Regions from separate parts of the Anser cygnoides genome. Here region 1 is linked to region 2. The links are chromatin contacts, called in public Hi-C maps. All regions are on one chromosome and are shown on one strand. Each heading gives the region's core, a stretch centred on a gene start, on an enhancer-like site or on the middle of the called end of the contact. The rest is flanking DNA. Distances are from core to core; before and after follow the strand shown. Region 1 overlaps SYNE1 (spectrin repeat containing nuclear envelope protein 1). Region 2 overlaps CCDC170 (coiled-coil domain containing 170).

Region 1 (3,287 bases), core at 145-2,644, 270 kb before region 2:
TTATAAATTGTTCTGTTATAATCTTTCAGATGTTTACTGCAATCCAGATAGATTAGTTCAACCATATTTTCATTGTCCAAAATAAATAAATAAATTAATTAAATTATATAAATTAAATCAGTCATCTTTAAATGCAGGTACTCATCTGAGCTGAAATTAGACTTCAACTTGCCCATCTGATCTACAGCCTGGTAAATTAGCTTCTCTCTTGAAATGCTTCAGAAAGAGTTCCAATTTCTCTGACATTAAAAACTCCCAAAGTAAGGGTAACTATTGCTTGCACTTCTTAGGTTAATGTGAGAGATTTCTGGACGTGAAGAAGCTTACATCTGGCCAGGTCTGCAGCTGTGCCTCCTCCTTTGTCGAGTTAGCGGGAATTATGTATGGAATGAGTAGCAGGTGGTCTTACTTCCTTGCATCCAGAAACAGCATCCTGTGTGATAAATGGTGGAGCAGTCAGAAGAGAGACAGCGGAAGATGCAAGCTCAAGAGAAAGAAATTACATTTTTTTCTCCAAACTGGCATACAATACTTCAGCTTTCCCTTCTCCTGCTGGAGTAGATGGGAGTTCTGCCTCTTATCTTTAGTAAGGCTTTCTGTTAACAAAGTATGGATATTTTTAACCATCTCTTCTTACCAAATCCATTAAACACTCTAAACTGAGCATTCCATTTTTCAATTATGTCCATTACAGAGGAGTACCTGCAATAAACAGTGACAGTACAGCACTTGAACATTTTAGAATTTACCCTCTGAAGATGTTTTCATAATGATTCATTATTTACTTGTTGAATTGTTCCCATGCAATATTAGAAACTGTTGTTCAACAACCTACTTCACTGCAGAGAGTTTCAATATACTTTGCCATGAACTGCTTTAATTTTTGAAAGAGAATCTATGTTCCTTGCTGAGACCAGCCATGCAGTTTATACAGTTCGACTCTTTTTCCTGTTTGTTGTTTTAATTTTTTGTTTATTTTGTGTGTTTTTTGGTTTTGGTTTTGGTTTGTTTTAGTAAATCACAAAGCAAAAAGTGCTGGATTATGCTACAGCAACAGTAGGAAAAGATTTAATAATAATAACAACAAAAACAAAAGTAGATGCTGACTTTGCCTTTTGATTCTGCTTTTTAGTAATTTATTTACTCATCATTAAACAGCAGTTACCAACTGCAGAAATACAACCTTTTTAGTTTGGGATTAACAACATATGTACAGTGAGAGCCTTGTAAATAGGTGGACTATGCAATCAAGTGCTTGGAAGGTAATTAAGCACTCCTTGTTCCCTTTGTTCCTACCTCAGCCCATTAATTTTCTGTCTTGGCATTCTTGGACAGTAGAAGTCCCGATCTAATTGAACTTTAATATGGAATGCTCTGATGCTGTTAAATGTGCCATATCCTTTCCATGTGTTCTTTATAATACGTGATCCTGCATAATTCAACAAGCAGCTTTCCATCCAGGCTAGAATAACGTGGATTAAAACAGCATGTGATCCGTTGTTTTGATCATCCCTCCATCCTGGGATATGTAGGTCAAGTTAATCATTTAGCTTTCCTGAAGTGTTGGTGGTTTGTTTTGTTTTGAATTGTTTTTGGTTTTGTTTTATGGCGGTCTTCTTTCTGTCTGGCTTTCTTGAAGTCTTCACAATGGAATGATACATATGTATAAACAAAATATAAAAATAATCTCAAGCACAGGAAGAAGTTTTTTCCTGAACATGTGGAAAGGGGGCCCTTGCGAAGCCTCATATAGTTTTGAAGATGATATTTTGGTTTTTGTATGCTTTCTCACATGGATTCAGATTTATCTGTGAGACAAGATCGAAAGGACAAAGAAATCAAGAAACCATCAAGACTCGCCTGACTGGGGAGCATTTGACCTCAGCAGACCTGATCTTCCATACCTTTAAGTTGAGACTAAGTGCATCTTTATGAGTATTTTTGTCTCTTAAACCCTAGCAAACTATAGGTTTTCTGCAGCTTCACAACCACAGCAGCTACACATATGGTTTATAGCGACATATCTATGGCAAAATTCATGGCATAACATTTGAATGGAAGATTTCATGAGACTAATGATTTGAAGGCCCTAAGTTCTTCCATTTTTGCCTAGTGCTAAAATACAATACTTTACCATGTCATTTAATTAGCACACTCAGATCATCCATGTTCTGATATTAACTTGCAAAATCTCTCTTTTGAGTGCTCCACTTACCTCAAAACCTGTTGTCTGTGTATTAGAGCTCTGTCTGTCAGTTTCAGTCAAAAGGGAAAATGTGAAATCTGCTTCTTTATCCTTTATTAAAAAATTATTGGATTTTTGTGCTTAATTTGAAGTGACCCATTAGAAATGTTTGGAAATGTCTCCCATGGATTTCTGATAGATAAGTGCCATTTCAAGACAGATCCATAGACACAAGGGATACAATCACTCAGATGTCCTGTCAGCTGAGCAGATAGATTTTAACTGCTGATCCAATGCAAGATTCGAAATACAATGTGCTTTGTAGAAAATGAGTCCCCATTGCCTGAAGATTGGTATGTTAATTAACTGAATATTGATTTAACTGTATCTTATTGCATTATACACTTGTGGATAGTATAAAAGGAAATTAATTTAGAAACTTCTGCAACCAAATACAGTTGCCATTTTAAATGAGGATTCTTTTTTAGGCAGTGTGCAGTGAGCATGTGACAAGTATGTCCCACTTTTTATTTTCCCCTTCTCTAGAGCACAGTTAAGTGTAGAGTCTTCTCCATAACTGATGAAGGGGCTGTGGTGTCACAAAGTCCATTCCATTGTGATTATTTGTTTTTTTCTTATCCAGTCTAGAAACATGGGGTCTTTTAAGACAGCTGGGGAAATAGCATGTTCAGTGAAAGATACCTCTGCTGTTGTCAATCAGTGTGTACAAATTCTACACCAGCCTTCAGGGACAGCTGAGTATTTCAGTGCAACCTCTGCTGCAGTAATGTCTTAGAGTATTCACCTGTCCATCTTCTTTTCTCAGGTCCATAAGAGGTGGCTCAGGTTCCTCCCCTTCTGAGGCTGGGCCAGCATGGCAGCACCCATCCTTCTTCCTCAGAGTCCTCAGAGCTGCTCTGCCACTTCAGCTCCTTTTGCTGCTCCTGATTGGGCTGGCTTGCCTGGTGCCAATGACCGAAGAGGACTACAGCTGTACTATGGCCAATAACTTTGCCCGCTCTTTCCATCCCATGTTAAAATACATGAATGGTCCACCTCCATTATGAAGTTGTGATACAGCGGGTGATCTTGCTGGAGTACT
Region 2 (3,398 bases), core at 343-2,842:
TCAGACATACCTGGGCTTTTAGACTTGAAAAGAAAAACACATCAAAAGTGAGCAACACACACCATTAGCTCTTTGCCTGAACTGTTTTCTCACAAACTTGTCGTTTCCATTCTCGTACACTCATCAGTCTCCATGAGCGCAAGACAAACTGAATCTCAAGACATCTTAAGGCTGACTGAGCGAAAGACAACTACCTAAGGTCCCAGAAAGAGAACACTTAGCTATCTGTTCCTTTCCCTGTTGTTTTTTGGTTTGTTTTTGTTGCTTTTTTTTAACTTGTTCCCCTGAAATGAGGGGAAGGAAGGAGGAACAAAAACCTACACAGCAACCTTGGAAGAGTCCAAATAAAGAGCTGAGCTTCCTGATGATCACAGTTGCACAACCTAGATGATCAAAAGGAAATAAGGAGGTGGAGAACAAGTAGCTCCCATGTGTCTTTTAACTGACCAAAACCCATTCTCTGGAACAACATTTTCAGAAAATGCAAGAAGCACGCGTTCTGCTGACATAAACTTACAAGCTTCCTGTGGAGTGTGTAACTGTGTTCATGATTATGACTGCTACAAAACACACCAAAAGAGAAGGCCAGATGGCTAATACAAGCAGCAACTGGAACTACCTGAGTAATAGGACATGTATATAGCTGAAAACTACACATGCTAAAACTGAAAGCATAAAACCTTGCATTTAGAAATTACAGCTTATTAAAACATCACAGAAACCTGTCTACTCAACACTGCACTTTCAACACAGCTTTCTCAATGAGATAAATAAATGAAATGTCCTCCTAATAAAAAAAAATAGCATCATGTCTGCTTTCCTCCAGTCCTCAAGTACCACAGCAGTCTTAAGTGAGAGCTTACACACCACGGCTAGTAAAAGCTATTTCAGCTTCAGAGTCTTTTACAGGGTTGCAGTGCTGACCCTAAGAACTCCCTGTCAGCAGCCTCCTCTTTTAGAGCACGAAGGGTGTGTCTCAGATGCCTTTCCTTTGGCTACGTGTTGCATGGAGACAGCCATCTGATGGTTTGATAAGAAAGTTCCAAGTTCTTTAAGGTTTCCTTAAGCCAGAAAACATGATGTTAAAGGAGCATCCAGAGTTTACAAGAGGTTAATAGAGACTCTTGCACATATTATTTTGAAGTTAGAGTGTGACATGTAGCCCTTCTATTTCATTCTACATCAGCACTGGTTTCCAGGCTGAGATAAATTAGAAGTTCAGCTCCTGTCCAGTCTAAATAGGAAAAAAAATGAACAGTTTTCTAAACAGGTGAATATCTAGTAAAATAACTCTCTATCAAGAAACACATACAGAAATCCTTGAGGAATAAGGCAAAACTACTGGTTTGGACTCTGGCAGAAGGTAAATTACTTTGGATTAGTTTTTATAATATTGTCGACTCTTTAATCTTTCTTCAGTTCCCTAGTAGAGACCAGCATTATATCCATCAAGTTTAATCACATTCATCTCCTCAAAGACACTCAGCAGTGCTCTTTCACAGAGGAGTTGCCACTCTCATCAAGCCAGACTGATACACGCAGCACAGCTCACGGTCATGTACAGCAGAGCACAGCCTCTGAGATAAAAGCGCTGCCAATTTTCTCAACACTTTATCATCATTCTAAGGGAGTAAGGCACGGCCTGGGCCATCTCTTTGCTACTTTGTCTTCTTTTTGCTTTATTCCACTTGTTTCATATTGTACAACCACATGGAATTCTTTGAGGTAGAGAGCTTTGTTTCATCCTGTCATACAGCATGGCTCCAAAACCACAGCTACTGCTAGCAAATACTAACACTGTTTACATTATTTATATGTTATTATATTTATATTACTGTATTGGCGTACATTTTCTTTTTCTTCCCTAAAAAAAGACAACTGCTTCTGACTCTACAGAAAAAGGCACACATCTCGAAACTGATGAAATAATAAAATTACAGATCACAGCTGAAGAAGGCCCCATTCCTCAGCAATAATCAATGTAAGAAAGCCCTTTACAGATGGAATTTCTAAAACCTACATTTGTTATACAAAGGTAGATTTTTAAATGGTGAGTATTTTAAAGAGATAAAGATAGACATCCAGAAGGATTTAAAATAAGCCAGGTGCAAAAGTCAACAGGAATTACCTTTCACTCATTTATGGTTTTAGTGAGATTTATAGAAGCAGTTCTCAAGTGCCTTAGCAAATACGAAGCTAATCACTGCAACACCACACTAGGAGAGCTGCTATACTTATAACATTTGGGGGAGGAGGGGAGGGAGCGTACATGTCTTAATATTTAAGTAAATAGCTTTCCATGTTTTGCCAGCAGCTATTCACAAGTCTGGTCATTAGTCATGCATATAACAACTCCATTAACCGGGCTTGACTCTACTACAGGAGTAAGATTTACAATGTACATGTGGGGATTTTGTCACTCCCTGGAAAAAATCAGATTTGTAATGTCTCATGAGTACTACATAGTTTATACTGATTACAGTTATGTGAATAAAATGAATAACGCGCTAAAAGAATAAGAGGCAGTACACAGGAGAAACCTGCATATATTATAATTCAATGAGCTCTAGAGCAGTCTGGGTTTTAAATGTTTCACCCATTCACATTATGAAATTTCTATCTCTTCCCATTTACCAGCAAGAAAATTAAGCTTTCATTTTACTTTCAATGCCAAACAGAAGATAAATCTATATTTACAATATTTAAGAGTAATATTTACTTAAACCTTTAGCTTCATTAGCAATAGACATTCTTTAGAGGATGAACAACATGAGGTCATCATTGTTATTATGTGGTGTGGGTTTTTTCATTTTTTACCAGATAACTACTTCCACCATTTTGGAATCTGGCCTGTAATTGGCAAACTTCACTTAATTCAGAATTGACAGAACATCAACAATATTCACTAGATTTATACCTACCCATACACTTCAAAATCCATCAGCTGTTCAAGTCAGTCACTCCCATTCTGCTTTTATCAGCTTTTCCTTTATTAACAATGTCCTTTCCTGCCACACTTCTAATTTCGACCCTGGCAAACACTGCTAACTCTGCCCCCCTCTCCCCCTTTCCCAAAAGATATATATTTTTTTAATCTCTACAAAAATAGAAAGCCCTCAAAAAGTAATCACTGACCACTACACTGAGTGACTGCCGGTACAGTCCTTCCTTGCCTCTTGCCCATAGCAGATGAACACTACTCAGGGCAGGGAAGCACTTAGGCACATTTGGATTGGCAGACCAAAAATAAATAATGACTCACGAACCTTTATTGGCTCCATTCTTCCTTTGTTTCTAAATGGAAAAAAAAAATAGAGGTTGAAAACAGGTGATAATAGTTTGCATTCTGAAAACAAACAAAATCCTGAACCTATTTTTCTTCCTAATGCAACTTTATG

Evidence for each region. A called contact is a pair of places that touch in the nucleus more often than the background predicts.
Region 1: a Hi-C map of granulosa cells shows a contact between it and region 2, with 1.6 times the contacts expected there. The contact joins two enhancer-like sites. A contact is called at or near these places in 2 of 7 Hi-C or Micro-C datasets (granulosa cells and liver).

What each region holds. Positions count from the first base shown.
Region 1 is chr3:54,231,523-54,234,809 of Taihu_goose_T2T_genome, reverse strand. It overlaps SYNE1 (spectrin repeat containing nuclear envelope protein 1), which reads left to right. Exons shown (of 146, transcript XM_013178233.3): 146 at 3,012-3,287. The coding sequence ends at 3,252. Among named protein-coding and RNA genes, the nearest start is that of ESR1, 190 kb to the right of the region's middle. Within about 2 kb of position 1,394, at least 1 of the 3 cell types and tissues checked has open chromatin away from gene starts, as enhancers often do.
Region 2 is chr3:53,964,500-53,967,897 of Taihu_goose_T2T_genome, reverse strand. The region is part of intron 5 of CCDC170 (coiled-coil domain containing 170); the gene reads right to left. Among named protein-coding and RNA genes, the nearest start is that of RMND1, 20 kb to the right of the region's middle. Within about 2 kb of position 1,592, at least 1 of the 3 cell types and tissues checked has open chromatin away from gene starts, as enhancers often do.